Regions from separate parts of the Anser cygnoides genome. Here regions 1 and 3 are each linked to region 2. A link is a contact called in public Hi-C data. All regions are on one chromosome and are shown on one strand. Each heading gives the region's core, a stretch centred on a gene start, on an enhancer-like site or on the middle of the called end of the contact. The rest is flanking DNA. Distances are from core to core; before and after follow the strand shown. Region 1 overlaps LOC106032756 (organic cation/carnitine transporter 2-like). Region 2 holds the start of RAD50 (RAD50 double strand break repair protein). Region 3 has its middle 38 kb from the start of IRF1.

The links. Hi-C and Micro-C count contacts between places; a contact is called where the count stands out from the background.
Region 1: a contact with region 2 is called in a Hi-C map of granulosa cells, with 1.7 times the contacts expected there. The contact joins the enhancer-like site here to the promoter of RAD50 in region 2. A contact is called at or near these places in 2 of 7 Hi-C or Micro-C datasets (blood and granulosa cells).
Region 3: a contact with region 2 is called in a Hi-C map of liver, with 3 times the contacts expected there. The contact joins the enhancer-like site here to the promoter of RAD50 in region 2. A contact is called at or near these places in 3 of 7 Hi-C or Micro-C datasets (blood and liver).

Annotation. Positions count from the first base shown.
Region 1 is chr14:1,891,184-1,896,041 of Taihu_goose_T2T_genome, reverse strand. It overlaps LOC106032756 (organic cation/carnitine transporter 2-like), which reads left to right. Exons shown (of 11, transcript XR_007160720.2): 5 at 354-480. Among named protein-coding and RNA genes, the nearest start is that of SLC22A4, 38 kb to the left of the region's middle. Within about 2 kb of position 1,876, at least 1 of the 3 cell types and tissues checked has open chromatin away from gene starts, as enhancers often do.
Region 2 is chr14:1,804,768-1,809,775 of Taihu_goose_T2T_genome, reverse strand. RAD50 (RAD50 double strand break repair protein) reads left to right here and starts at 1,979. Exons shown (of 26, transcript XM_067005556.1): 1 at 1,979-2,088; 2 at 2,823-3,002; 3 at 3,404-3,487; 4 at 3,731-3,882; 5 at 4,513-4,698; 6 at 4,845-5,008. The coding sequence starts at 2,874.
Region 3 is chr14:1,873,052-1,877,489 of Taihu_goose_T2T_genome, reverse strand. No RefSeq gene overlaps it. Among named protein-coding and RNA genes, the nearest start is that of IRF1, 38 kb to the right of the region's middle. Within about 2 kb of position 1,264, at least 1 of the 3 cell types and tissues checked has open chromatin away from gene starts, as enhancers often do. A contact at or near this core is called in liver, where this site is marked.

The DNA of each region.
Region 1 (4,858 bases), core at 627-3,126, 86 kb before region 2:
GTCACTAAGCATATACCTCTTAATGTACAGAATGCTGCTTATGTGTTCGCATTTCTGAATTTCTTTAATTAAACCATTTTCCCCATACTTGGAAGGTTTTAGTTGCTCTTCCTTTCTTTTCTGAATCATGCTTCAGCTCCTTAGTATTTTTTTAAAATCCATGAACTCATTTTAATCTGTTCTTGTTCAGCCTGCTAGTCTGCTCTTGTAAATCTGATTTCTATTGTCTTTGCTCTAAGTTCTGCAAGGTATGGAAAGTTTTGAGCTCTTTGTGCCTGGAACAATATGTGTTGGTCTCTGCAGCAGTGCATTCTGTGGAAATGCTGACACATTATTATGAACATTTCTTACAGGGTCATTCCAGAATCTCCACGGTGGCTAATCTCTCAGGGACGATTTCAAGAGGCAGAAGACATACTCCGAAAGGCTGCAAAAATTAATGGTATTACACCCCCAGATGTAATACTTGATCCTAGTGAGGTAAGATTCATTTAGCAGTCAAGTTGTTTGCTAGACCTATTAATGATTACGGAAAGCAGTTAATTTCCAAACACATGAATTGAGTTATGCCTGCAGTGTATTATGTATTTCTCAAATGGGTAGAAGTTCATCCTTTTCTTGAAACGCCTTAAAGCATAATACCCTTTCCGTGCTTCTTTAAGATTTGCAAAGCCCTTGCTGTCCCAATCCCATGCAACATTCTAATGCAAACATTTTTTTGATCCAGTTAACAGCTGTCTTTTCGATTTAAGCCATAGTTTTGAGGGGAGGTAATGCATTTGATTTACCTATTGTTTTGTTATCTGACTATATCCCATATGAAGTCAGCAAATTAGCAGGGAGTCTAGTTTATCCCAGTGACTCGGAGTTTGGTGGGCTTTCTTAGCCCACGCAGCTGACAAATGACTTGATTCTGATCTTTCAAGCCTCTGGGACCTGGCCATGTTGAGGAGTATGTCTTGGGACCCAACAGAGAACACTTAATCTCCTAGTCTCTTAGCCTTTGTTTTCCTCTAGACACAGACCTCTTTGGACAGAAATATGTTTCCTAGTGATTGGCTGTAGATAGTAATTATGCTCTGAACAGATTTTATGCTTGCTTAGAGTCTAATATAAAACTGATCCTGGCCAGTGGTACTGGATTACTGTTCTTCTAGTTCAATTTTCACTCCATATTGAGGAGATCAAAAGTTGAACCTCTTTAGAGTGGATGAGGAAGAAAAGATATACTGCTAACTACTCCATTTCTGCAAAGCTGTTCTTGTTTCCTCTAGTTATCTCCCCTTTGTCTGAGCAGTTGGTGACCTTAAGCTGTGTAATCAGCTCCGCGTTCATTCACACATCAGACAGACAAATCGTTTGCATAATCCAGGGGAATGTGTAGATCTCTAGAGTCTGTCTGGGCATGGTTGCTCAATTGTGTTCTTATTGACACTAGACATCGTGTAGCTGTTGATAGGAAATTTGATTGTCACTACCTTTGTATATTCACTTCACTTTACAAGGCCTCTCAACCAGGCTGAGCAAAATGGTTAGCCATTAAACTCAAATGTGTTGCTATTGAGATTGAAAAAGCTTAATTTGGCTGGAAGGTGGCTGAGGTACAGGCAAACCTGTTTATCTAGACTGATTTGTAGATAGTAGGAGAGCCATCCTGGTCTCCCTGGAACAGACTGAGAATGCCAGGAAAGCGTGGACGTCTGTTGATGGCTCTTTCACTGGACTTTCATTAGAACACCCTTTTTTTTTTTTTTTTTTCCTCCCGCCCACATTCTTTCTCATGCTGTAGGGATAAAAACTTACCCCCTGCCAGCACTGTGGCAAGAGAACAGAAAACGAGCTCTGACTCCAACACTGGCTTAAGGTCACTGCGTCTGGAATGCCTCCATCTCCCATTCGTAAGAAGAAAAATTAATCTGTTCCCTATCTCTGAATGGGGCTGGATGAAGAAGCAGCAGAAGGGAGGGGCAAGACCAGGAAATGGTGATCCTGGGGAACACTGGACAAGGGGGAGCTGCTGGCTGCCGCAGCAGGGAGGGCTGCACTGCATATTTACACAGTGCTTATTTATGGCCAAAGAGATTAAACCAAAGCACATCAACTTTCAGAAGTGCTGTTCAAGTGCTGTTTAAAAGGCAAATGAGCTAGATTAATTGTTTAACTGCAGAACTTCTGTCCATTTTTTTTTAAAGTAAAAGTAATGCTGTGACAAGATCTGTGCAAAGCTGTTCTTCCTCAGTGGCCTGTTTACCCTGTTCTCTCATTTGCTTGCTGAAGAGCTGTAGAGCAGAAGGCTGGCATCTTCCCCCCAGTTTTTAGGAAACATGTTTACATTGCAGCACGATTCTCAGAAATCTGGGCTCGCTGTGGGGCCCCATACAGTTGGAATGAGCAGTCTGGATGGAGCAGCGCCCGGGGCTCCTGTCTGAAGTGTTCCTCAATCCGGTGCAGCACCCGCAGCGTTCGGGCTCCGAGGTTTCAAAACAGTTAGGGTCCAGGAGGGGACTATCCCCAAACAGTCTGCAGAGCATAAATAGAGCCCGGTTGGTTGGATTATCCAATACGAGGGGAATGAAAATGTTTGGGTGATAGTTTTACTTACAGCCCATCACTTTGCTCTCCCTGCCCTTGCTGTAGCTTCTTGTGCTGTTGCGTTAGGGGATTGTATTGTCTGCTTACACAGCTGCTAAAAGGCTGGGCCCTGTTTCTCATCGACTGTTTAAATTTTGCAGTGTTCCTGGTTTTGTTTTGTGGTTTGTTTGTTTTTTCCTCCCTTTTTTTTGTTTCCTGTTTGTTGGTTTCTTGGCAACCAAGAGTGGCAAAACTGGAGAGCACTTCAGGAGGGTCATGTGGTGGATGAGAAAGGGCCGAGCTGTAAAGCTGCCCGCAGCCTGTGCGGTGGGAGCCTTGTGCTCAGGAAGAAGGGAAACGGTCAAACGTTAAGCCTTTAATAGAACTTCGTGCTTTTAATAGAATAAAAAAACGAAGATTTCCAAAGGCAAATACACTGACGTTTGGAGTGCACGAGCAGCAGGCTACTGTTTTATCCTCCAGATCTTCAGAGCAGAATAGCGCTCGGAAATAATTTTGACCTGATGCAGAAGTTGCATAAACTTCTTGTTGGCATTAGCTCAGATACAAGATGGTTTACAAGATACGGAGGAAATAATTTATATTTTGTATCGAGGGACAAGACCTTAAGGGCTCCAAATCAGTCTCCAGCAATTAACTTGCCAAAAGATCACCTACCTGAATATGGAGGAGATGCTGATGAGGAATTAAGTTGAACTAGTGGTTGCTTTTGTCTCCTCATTGTGTGTTGTGTCCTGGAATGTATCCAGCTCTTCTACTGGAAGGCCTGATGATTTAGGGGAAAAAATGTTGCAAGCTGAACTAGTACAGAGTACTGGGTGTTAAATTAGACCAGGCAGAGAGAGAGTTGAGAAAAGCTTGAAGTAGCGAGTGCACTATTTTGAGGCTACAATCTTACTTCCTTTTATCTGTAATCATTTGCACACACTATGGAGTATGCGGTGCTAACCAAAGACATTCAGTCTTTAAACATTTTTAAGTGTAATTTGACTTTCTCGAGTCTTGGAAAATCACAGGAGGAAGTAATCTTTGTATATAATTTTTTGTGCTTGCACGTAGTAGCGGTCTATCAGGTAAGAGTGATTCTTCTAGTTGTGAAGAGAGAAGTTGTTGCTTAAATGTTGTGAGCTGTCTTGACAGCTTGCATTTCAACAAGTGTCAGAATTAAAAATATTTCAGCGATAGTTTTTTTTTTTTTTTCATTTTATAATTTTGAGCTGGTAAGGTGGATGCTTGTTTCTTTCTTGGGTAGGTTTCTAATAGTTAGTAGGCTTGCAGATTCAGATAGATATAAAATCACCTAACATAAGAATCTAGAAGATTGTCAGACCAAAGTCTTGCTCACATTCTTGCTGTGAGACCATTTAAAAAAATAAAATAAAATTAAGCAAGTACTTTGACAAACCCTGAAAATATACCATCTTTTGTGATGATAAATTATCACATGTAGAAAAAACAGTTGTTCTTCAGCCGTATAGTGTTGCTTTATCAGAATTTGTTGTTTTAATCAATGCAAGTTGTGCTCTCATATCACCTTTTACATATTTTAAAATATCTCTCCCCTGTTACTCATTGTTTAGACGTCTAAATTAAAGTTCTAAATTAAAAAAAAAATCTTTCCTCTTGTGTAATTGTATCAAGCACAAAACTTGTTAGCGTGCTTCATGGAAGAATGTCTTTGCACTGTTTACATGGAAATGGTTTTATCTTGAAGAGCTGAAAAATTTCATGGGGAAGGGAGAAGTGATGCGTTGTCTTTTTGCTTGTATTCTTACAAGGCGATTTCAAAACCAGGATAAATAATGATGGGACTCTTCAGCTCCTCAGCAGTTTGTCTCAATTTAAATACATTACTGTTAGGTCCAGCATGAGGAGTCATTTACTAAATTTATCCTGCTGCAGTTTAATCTTATTTCTTGCCTCCTCTGTGGTAGGGGTAGACAGTTTATCACTTTTTTGCTGGTCTTTGAAAACCATTCTTGCTCTTTTAAGACTCCCTCAGTCTTCTGGCCCTTAGGCTAAATAAGCTGTGTTCTTTCAGACTTGATCATGTTTTTCAAATGTCTCATCCTTGTTTCTCTCCTCTTGTCTGGGTGCAGTTGACTTGCATGATGCTGAAGGTGTTGAGCTCAAAACTGGATGCAAGAGTGATGCCAGTAGTGGCATATAAATTATAAATGTTGTTGCTTTATAATTCAAGTATTAAAGTAACAACAAGCAGCTGCTTTATGGAGCCTCAGGCAGAGAAAATGATGACTAATTTCAG
Region 2 (5,008 bases), core at 730-3,229:
TTGAGAACAGGACCTATATTAAACAACCTACAACATGCACCCTCGCTATAGGCATCGTCTGGTTTCATTTCTTCCTCTATTTTTTCTAAAAATTAAAAAAAAATACCAAAAACCAACATTTCGGACTTAACACCGTGACTATAAGCTAATAAAACATACTTAGTGGCGGATGACTGCATGGAACTTCAACTACATTATTTTACAATCTCCCTTTGGTTGCATATAGGAGACATTTCTCATTTTTTTCTACTTGTTCTATAATTTAATTAGGAAAATGAGTTTCTCTTTGGCTTTGTTTTGTTTTGTTTTTACTGCTATTCTATTGCTATTCCATATTCAATATATATTGCTGGAATTTGTCACCTGGTAGCACGAAGTTGCTTTTGCTCAGCTGCCATTGAGCTCTCCGTGGAACAATGGAAGATTTTCTTCACTTAATGTAAAGAAGCTGCTGCAATTTATTTTCACATTTTGATAACTCAAAATTCATCTCTGCACAAGACAACAGTCAGTCCACAAGACCAAAAAAAAAAAGTTGGATTGGTAATGGAGGCAATACAGTTTCTTTACAAATTGTTTGTATTCTATTTCCAACAATTTTTATAGACTATAGCTGTAAAGTGTGGAAAAAAGTATTATATTCCTACAATTAAAACTTTTCTACTTAATGAGAGACCATCTGTCTGAGTTTGATAATCCATGCGTCATAATGGTATTTGAATTGATCTGTACTGAATTTGTAAAGTGGAAAGCTGAAGTATGAGGGTTAGTACCTTGCAAGCAAGCGTTGCCCTGGGCAAGGGAAGCCGTTTTTGTGGGGTCACAGCAGAGGGTCCTCACACATTTAATTGGCTCTAATAGCACTTGTCTGTATGCTCAACACATCTCCGGACCTAGATGAGACATGAGCTTCAAAACCATCTCATGCTACTTAGTTAATCATTCTTTCCCTGGTTAGAGTCTTTATAGGGATTTCAATGAAAGTTTCCCCCAAACTGAACTTAAACAGAGTAATCCTACAGAAAGACAGATGACTACACTTCATCCTTTTCCTGCACAAAGCACAAAGAGATTGATGTGGAATTTTTGCAGTTAGTATTCTAGATTTCCTACTAAGCACGGTGAATTACCAGTTTGTATAATAAAGACTCGAAAACCATTTCCTGACTCTCATCTGCTGCTGTGAGAGAGGGATGCATCATGCTTGCATTACCACCAGCGTCATGGTGAACCACCGCTCACCCACAGCCCCGGGTACTCATGCTACCACTGGAAATACTCTCTAGCATGCACAATTACTAATGCGCCCGCTATGGCTGCAGTGTGCACCTGTGCTCTGCCTCAGCCCTGATGATGCCGAGCCACCTTTCCGCGCTCTGATCATTTATCCCATGCTGGTTTTGATTCCACAGTGCGTAACGGGCGGAGTGAGTGGACATCAAACCCAGCAGCAAAAATGTGGTTTTCCTCCGCCCGGCCTGAGCCTGAAGCGCCGAGCCGGACTGCTGAGCGGATATGGAGGTTTCTGTGAGAAGACTGTCACTTGGCTCTCTTAATTTCGAAGGGTTTTTTAATTTTGAAGGCAGCGTTCCTCTCGTAACGCTGGAGCTGGGGTCCAGCAGAGCACGGGCCGGCCTTGGACTTGGCCACAACTTTGTGCCGCCACGCACAGCGCTGCAGGGCTCTGAGCAGAAGGCTGGAAACACTACGAAATAACTCCAAAGTGACTATGTTAGAATTGTTAGCTGTCTTAAAAGTGCAAACGGCCCCTCAACGGGAGGGGGGGGGGTCGCTGCGTGCCGCTGGGAGACCCCTCAAAGACCTCTGTGGGGTGACGGGGCTGGGGCAGCGGTGCGGGGCCGCGGGGCCCCCTCAGGCCTCCACCTTCCCCCTTCGCCCCCCGGAGGCCGGGGTCGGAACCGAGGAAGGGCGAGGGACAGGGGGAGGCCCGGCCCAGCAGCCGCCGACAGCCCGGCCCCACGGCGCGGGGGGGCGGTAGCGAGCCGGGCCCGGCCGGGCGGGGCCGCCAGTGCCGGGGCGGAGCGGGGGCGACCGCGGGGGCTGCCGGGGCTGGCACCGGGAGCGGAGGTGACCGGGGCTGAGGGGTAGGGGGGGGAGGCATCGCCTGGCCGCCCCTCGGCCGGGGAAGGGAAGGGCCGCCGGAAAATGTCCGCCCCCGCCGCAGCGCCGCGCTCGGGGCGGGAAACTCCGGCTGCCCGCCTCAGGGCCGGCCGCGGGCTTCCTGCGGGAAACGCCCGCTCCGCGCCCGGGGCCGCCGCATGGCACGGCCGGGACGGGCCCCGCTGAGGGTCCCCGGGGGGGGGGGGGGACCCGAGCACGCGTGTGAGGTGCAGGCGGGGCCGTGGGGCCGGGCCCCGTTCGTTCGCACCGGCAGCACCGCGGCTGCTTCCAGCCGGCGGCGCCCCTGAGCCGCTGCCGCCGGGTTTTTCCTCATGTCGGGGACAGGGCTGGCGTTGGGTGTCGCCTGCGGCCGTGACACCTTGAGAAACGGGGCCAGGGGAAAGTAGCGATAAATAAAACCTGTATAACAAGGGGCGATGTCATGAAGCGTTTTCTCTCACAGGTGCTTAAAGGCCTTTTTTGTTGTTATTTTTGAACGGCTGATAAGCGGCCCTTAGCTTTGAGTCGGGCTTCTCAGCGCTACGAGGGTTTTGCTTTCCCTCGTTCTGTGCCTTGGGCCGCAACTGGAGAACCTTAGCCCTGCTTCTGACCATACACACACTTAAATAACCGCGTTGTCGCCTTTCAGGGATACGCGGAGGCCGTGCCATCTCCAGTTTTCACAGAGCTTTGTTTTACAGGGTTTGTGGCGTTTGCGTTTCTGACTGCGGAAGAGAAGGAATTCTGCAGAAATGGCAAGGATTGAGAAAATGAGTATCCTCGGGGTGAGGAGTTTTGGCATAGAGGATAAAGACAAACAGATTATCACTTTCCTTAATCCAATGACTATTTTGGTGGGACCAAATGGTGCGGGAAAAACGGTAAGACTTACATGATTGTTTTTGTGCGCCAAATAACTCTGAAAACCTTGAAAATACAAAGAATGATTTCAACAGCAAGGTACGAATATTAGAAAAACCTTGCTGTTTACTGTAAATCTTGCATTGGCTTACGTTTATTAGAGATCTACTTATTGTCCTAGGCTTTGCAGTGCACTACTTGGTGTTTTTCATAGGAAATTGATCAAGGTGCTGACTAAAACTGTTTTTGCAAAGTACCATGTTCTCCTGGTACTGGAAAATAAAATGTCATTTCTTATTTCTCTCTCCCCTCATGTTTATCTTATTTGTAAATGTTTGGGCTGTTACTGTGTTTTGTCTTTAGTTTTCCTTGGTTATTCTAAATTGTCATTCTAACTGTATACTTGTTTTTGTTTTCTTAGACTATCATTGAGTGCCTTAAATATGTATCTACTGGCGATTTTCCCCCTGGCACCAAAGGAAATTCATTTGTTCACGATCCAAAGGTAAAAGCCACAGTGGTTAGATTCAGTGCACGTTTACTTCTCAGTGAAATACTTAACTTCACGCAGGGTTGTGATGAAAACAGGGATGCTCAAGTATTAGGCAGATGTGAGCTGACCATACTGTCTCAGGAAAAACAGAGAGCTGGGGGGACTGGAACGCTCCACATCTGGGAAGTCATGTATTCATTTGGGTGTTGAGAAGAATTTCTCATACTTGTTTCGTTGTTGTCGTTTGTACTGAAGGTTGCCCATGAAACTGATGTTAGAGCTCAGATTCGATTACAGTTTCGAGATGTTAATGGAGAGCTTTTAGCTGTCCAACGATCCATGGTTTGTACCCAGAAAAACAAGAAAACAGAATTTAAAACACTTGAAGGGGTCATTACTAGAACAAAGTAAGTTGAATTTTTTTTTTCCTTCTGTAATGTGAAGATCAGTTCGGGTTCTGTATATTTTATGTATAAGATGAGAAAAATTCATAACGTGCTCTCTGAAGTTCCCGTCTGTGTTTTTAGATGGAAGGTCTGGAGTCCCATCGCTCGATCTGTTAGTTGATTCAAAAATACTAACATTTGATAGCCACTATATTAAGAACTATGTGTATCAATTGACTTACATTAATTTGAAAATTGTATTACTGATGCTCTAGTTTGAGAGTAATGTTGTATGAAATGCATAAGCTTTATTTCCTTTAACATCATTTTGAGTTTCAGGATATTGTCAGTCCATATTTATCTCCAGTTTCCCCTATTTAAGAAATGTATTCACTTGGCTTTAATCGAGATCAGTCTTACTCCCTCTGGTGGTTCTGCATAGATTTTTTTTTAACATGTAGCAACATTGACTAAAAACATTTGCTGTAAAACCACATGATGAAAATGGTAATTGTAAACTTAAAAATTTGTTACTCTGTTTTGTAACCAATGCAGTAGAATGTGCTTATACAGATTTAAATAAGTTTTTTGTTTGTTTTTAAAGAAGTTGTAGTAACCGCTTTGTGGATTTTCTTTATCTGTGCTACATAGGCATGGCGAGAAGGTCAGTCTCAGTTCCAAGTGTGCAGAAATTGATCGAGAGATGATCAGTGCCCTTGGTGTTTCCAAATCCGTGCTCAACAATGTTGTTTTCTGCCACCAAGAAGATTCCAACTGGCCATTAAGCGAAGGGAAGGCCTTGAAACAAAAATTTGATGAGATCTTCTCAGCAACAAGGTTTTCCTCTTTACTGGAATCAAATAAAATTAAATAAGAAACTGTCTTCTCTAGTAGTGTAGGTGTTAAAGAAAATGTCTGAGGCATCAGTATTGCTGTATTGCCCATAGGATCTGAAATTTGTTTGTTTGTTTGTTTTTTTTAAGGTATATTAAAGCACTGGAAACTCTCCGTCAGGTACGGCTGAAACAAAGCCTAAAAGTAAAAGAGTGTCAGACAGAACTGAAGTACCTAAAACAGAATAAAGAAAAAGCACAGGAAATCCAGGACCATCTTAACAATAGGGAAGCTCAGCTGTCTGCTTCTAAAG
Region 3 (4,438 bases), core at 15-2,514, 68 kb before region 2:
TCCTAAACTAACGTTACCAAGGCGTGTAGTAAGAGTGGTCAGAAGGAAATTCCCAAGAACAGCAGGTAACCGATTAAAATCCTAAAGAAAAGAGCTTTACAGCTTGCAGTCGTCAACGCTCCATAGCAGGGGCGTGCGGAGGGCTGCAGCGGAACCGCCGAGGAGGAGCGGGGCCGTGCCGGTGCCTGTGCAAAGCCCCAGCCCGGCTCCCCTGCCCCTGGCCGCGGCTGTCGGCGTGGGGAAGCTCCGGCTGCTCGGCTCCCAGGTGAGGTGAGGCTCCCGAGGCGTCCGAACCGGGAGCAGCTGGCTGGTTCTTTGACCGTGGCGTGAACCGAGTTGCTTTTTGACTTATCCCTTACCTGTCCTTAGCCATCAGAAATCTCGTGGCTCCCACAGCGTTTCCCAAACCACCCGAGGTCATGCATCCGCCCCTTACGGAGGGGCTGCTCGGGGCTGTCCCCCCCCCCCCGGGCTGTCCCCCCCCCGCATCCCGCTGCCTCCCCACGTCCCAGCACGGCCCCGAGTCTGCTCGGGGGGGGGGATCCGAGGGCTCTGCCCCCTGTGCTGCGGGGCCCGGCCAGGCTCCGGGAGGCTGGGAAGAAGCCGGCTCGCCCTGAGGGGGGGGGCGCAGAGCGGCTCGGGGCTGCCCCTGCCCGGGGGCTCGGGGGGGGGGGGCGGCAGCCGGGGCCGCTCCTCCTCCGCGGCCCGGGAGGGATCGGGGCCGGCAGCGAGGCAAAGGGAAAGCGAAAGGCGAAGGGAAAGCGAAAGCGCAGCGCGGGGCACTGCGGAGCGGGACCCACGGGCACCACCCGCAGCGCCCCGAGCATCCCCGCCGGGGGGCCGCAGGTAAGGGGGCGCCTCTCGCCGGCCCGGGGTTGGGGGGGGAGGCGGGGGGGACTGGGAGGATGCTGGGGGGGGACTGGGGAGGAGGCCGGGGGGGCTCCGGGAGGGCTGCGGGGAGCGGGCGGCAGCACCAGGGGTCCGCAGCGCCTGCCCCCCCCCCCCCCCGGCAGCCGCCTCTCCAGGAGGGCAGGGGGAGAGGGTGGGGGAAATAGCGGCGGGGTCGGGAGGAGTAACGGCGGGGTGGGGAAATAACGGCGGGGGTGGGAGAACCAGCGGCGGGGCCGGGGCAGCCCCCGGCTGCAGCCCCCCGCAGCCCCCCCAGCCCAGCCCAGCCGCCCCGTGCCCCTGCAGGCCCCCGCTCTCGGCTTCCCGGGGGGGTTATAACGCTGCCAGCCCTGGGGGCTCGAGCTGGAGGTTTTCCTCCCTGGCCGCCTGCCTCAGCTTGGTTCTTGTCGCTGTGCTTGGTGCGGGACTTCGGCCAAGGGGGGGGGCGAGGCGGCTGGCTCGGGGACCGGCCCGGCTCTGGTGGCCTCTCCTGGGAGCAGCGCAGCCCCCCCCGGCCGCCCTCTGCTCTGGAATTAGCCCCGAACCCAAGGAGTTAGCTTCCAGTTCGGGAAGGGAGAGCAGATTCTGAAAAGATCTGCTGCCTGAATATAAGTTGATTTAAACAGACTATAATGAACCAAAAGCTAAATTTCCCTCTGTTCTGCGTCAGGTCAAGCATTATTTGTGGCTCTGGTAAACACCGCTGGGGTGCAAACAGGGTCCCCCAGAGGCTGGTGTTGCCAGAGCTGAAAGCCCGGAGCTTTACCCTTACCTTTGGCAGATGAAATTCAGCTTGTTTCTCTGGAAAGAGCCGTGATCTCTGCCCGCTCTCCCTTTGGGAACAGAGCCCTCCACCCCCTGGGCTGTGCAGGTGTAGGTGAGCAGGAGGAGAGCAAAACTTCTGCTCCCGCGGCGCAGGGCGCATCAGGAGCGTGCAGAAATGGACGCTGCAGCCGGGAAGAAAAACCCCATCCAGCAAACAGCCAAGAGCGTGTTTGGGAAAGGCGGTCTGTATTCGGCGAATATTCACCTGTGTCACTCAGGCCATGCGGCTGCATCTGCTTATTAGGGTTTGTGAGGGTGCGTGCTGGGCGCAGGTTCGCGCCCAAAAGGCCGGAGCCAGGAGGTGGCCACATGCAGGAGCCAGGAGGTGGCCACATGCAGGAGCCAGGCGGCAGCGAGGTGGAGCAGCCCTGAGAGCCCCTCGTGCTGTGGTGGGGCAGAGCCGTGGGAGCTCGGCTGCGGGGCACAGCACCTCTAACGGTGCTGGCAGGGGCAGGGATGCTCTGCAGGAGTGCCTGGAGCAGCACCAGAGCTCGCAGAGCGCTGAGGTTTGGGTATACAAAGTGCTTGCTGATGCCATCTGAAAATTAAGGGAAAATTAGGATGGGCGCTAAAAAAGCAGCACAATTTCCACTATTCTTTGCCTCGGCTCAAGAAACAAGACTTTGAAGCAAGCTCTGGGCTGCACAATAAGTGTTCTGGTACGGAGTAGCTCAGAGGAGCTGCTGAGATAAGTTTTGTCTTCAGAGCAGGATTTTAAGTGCACTTGGAGAGTGCCAGGCTTAGGGCTGCCACTTGAATAATGCTGAGAAACAGAATAGCGAGTGGGCACTCTTCGTCTCGTGCTGGAAGGAGACACAGTACAATGGAGATGTATTCGTGTTACTGGGGTGTCTTGTGATTATGCGAGTTTGGGGATTTCAATGTTCACAGAGCCTCGGGCATGTTGGTTTTCAGGCAGAGCACTCGTGTGCCCCGGCACCAAAACATTGCTTGAGCCCATTGCGATTCTGGAGCTAAAGCTGCAAATTCATCACTGGGAAAACTGCACGGGCTTTGTCAGAACTAAACGCTGGGTGAGTTTGGCCCACGAGCTCTTGCTCAGGTTATTGGGCCCTGGAAACCAGCACCAGTCTGTGCTGCAGAGGGGCTGGCGGCTCCGCGCTGTGCCCAGAGCAGGCGTCAGCCAAATGGGGAATCCTGGAGGCTGCAGCTCCCCCCGAGCTGCCCTCCTCTGGGAACAAGCCCTGCCTCGCTGCCCTCCGTGGTGCTCTCACAGCGTTTGTGCAATAACAGCCGTTTCATCGGCGCTTTTAGGAGCGTGCTCTGCATGGCTGGGGGCAGAGGCAAAGGGGCACCAGGGGGATGTGGCACTGGGGGCTGGGGAGACCAAGGGGGGCTGCCTTGGTCTCAGAGCCCAAAGTGTCCCGATGCTGGAGCCCCCGGCGCAGATGCTCGTCTTATCTTCTTCTTTCTGCTCTGCACACAAGCCACAGGCCAGGCTGCTTCTGTGATTAACGTGCTGCTGCAAAGCAAATACTCCAGCATTCGTGCTAATACAACCCCAAAATGAAACGTGCTGTTTCCGCTTTTAGCACCAAGGGGAAAGCCGTGTAGATTTTTATATGTAACAATGAATGGCTTACTAAAAAAAAAACCTCTCAAAGCAGAAATGTTTATCTGAGAAGTTAGCTGCTGGAGCACCAGCAGAGCTGGAGTGTTTGGAGCATCGTCAGTTCCACCAGCACTATGCGAGCCAGCAAAATTCCTTGCACCCAGTATCCCTGCTGAGCATTTCTTGGGGTCTGCCCGAGCAGCCCAGAGGAGCAGGAGCTCGGAGCAGAGCCCTTGGGGCCACGCGTGGTGCTGAGGGGCTTGGTGCTGCCCAGCCGCAGGACCAGGACGCAACCGGGGAAGCCGCACGGCCACCGGCTGCAGGAGTGGGGAGCAGAAACGAGGCAAGGTCATGGGAGGGGATAGGGGTTGTTCTGCATAAAATTGGCTAAGCCTTTCTTGACCTTAAAGGGAGCCTAAAACAACCAGCTTTAATCTGAGCCAGGCTCACCCTAAACTGCACGGGAGGAGGAAAGGGGTGGCCAAGCCCTGCTCTTGGACGCGTGGGGACACTGGGTTGTGTTCTCTGTACCCCAGCTCGCTCCCTACCGCTCCCCCAGCGGGTGGCTGAGTCCTCAGATGAATTTCCTTCGGGGCTGAGACTTGGTGGAAATGACGAGACACGAGGCTGGGGCTGCAGGAGAGGAAGCCGAGGGCTGGTGGCAGCGAGCTGCGCCTTCCCCCGGGGACTGCAGAGGGCGGTGGCACCCACGAGAAGCGCGGGTGGCCCCGGGTGCAGCTCCTGGAGGGCTGGGAGCCGGCCTGGGCAGCAGCACGGCTCAGCGGCCCGAAGGATGTTGTGAAACAAGTGAAATGCGGAGTGCTTCCCCCTCCTGCCTTCCCTGTCCTTCCCCGCTCCTGGGAGAAGATCAGCAGCTCCGAGAGGTCTTGCAGGAGGACCTCAGGCTGAGGGTAGGGGGCTGCTGGTCCTACCCGCGCTGTCGGGTGCAGCTGTCAGGAAGACGTGAGCCTCTGGGCTTAGTTTTACCAGCCTGGGACCAAAATCTTGTGCCAGAGCTTTGCTTTTACCACTCGGAGAAATGCGTGGTTCCTTTCAGTCTCTCTTCCTTTCTCATCTCCTTTTCCCTTGCATGCTGGAAGCGCAGCTTGCAGTTGTCAGTCCTCAACAGAATGTTTCTCTGTTCTTATTTAA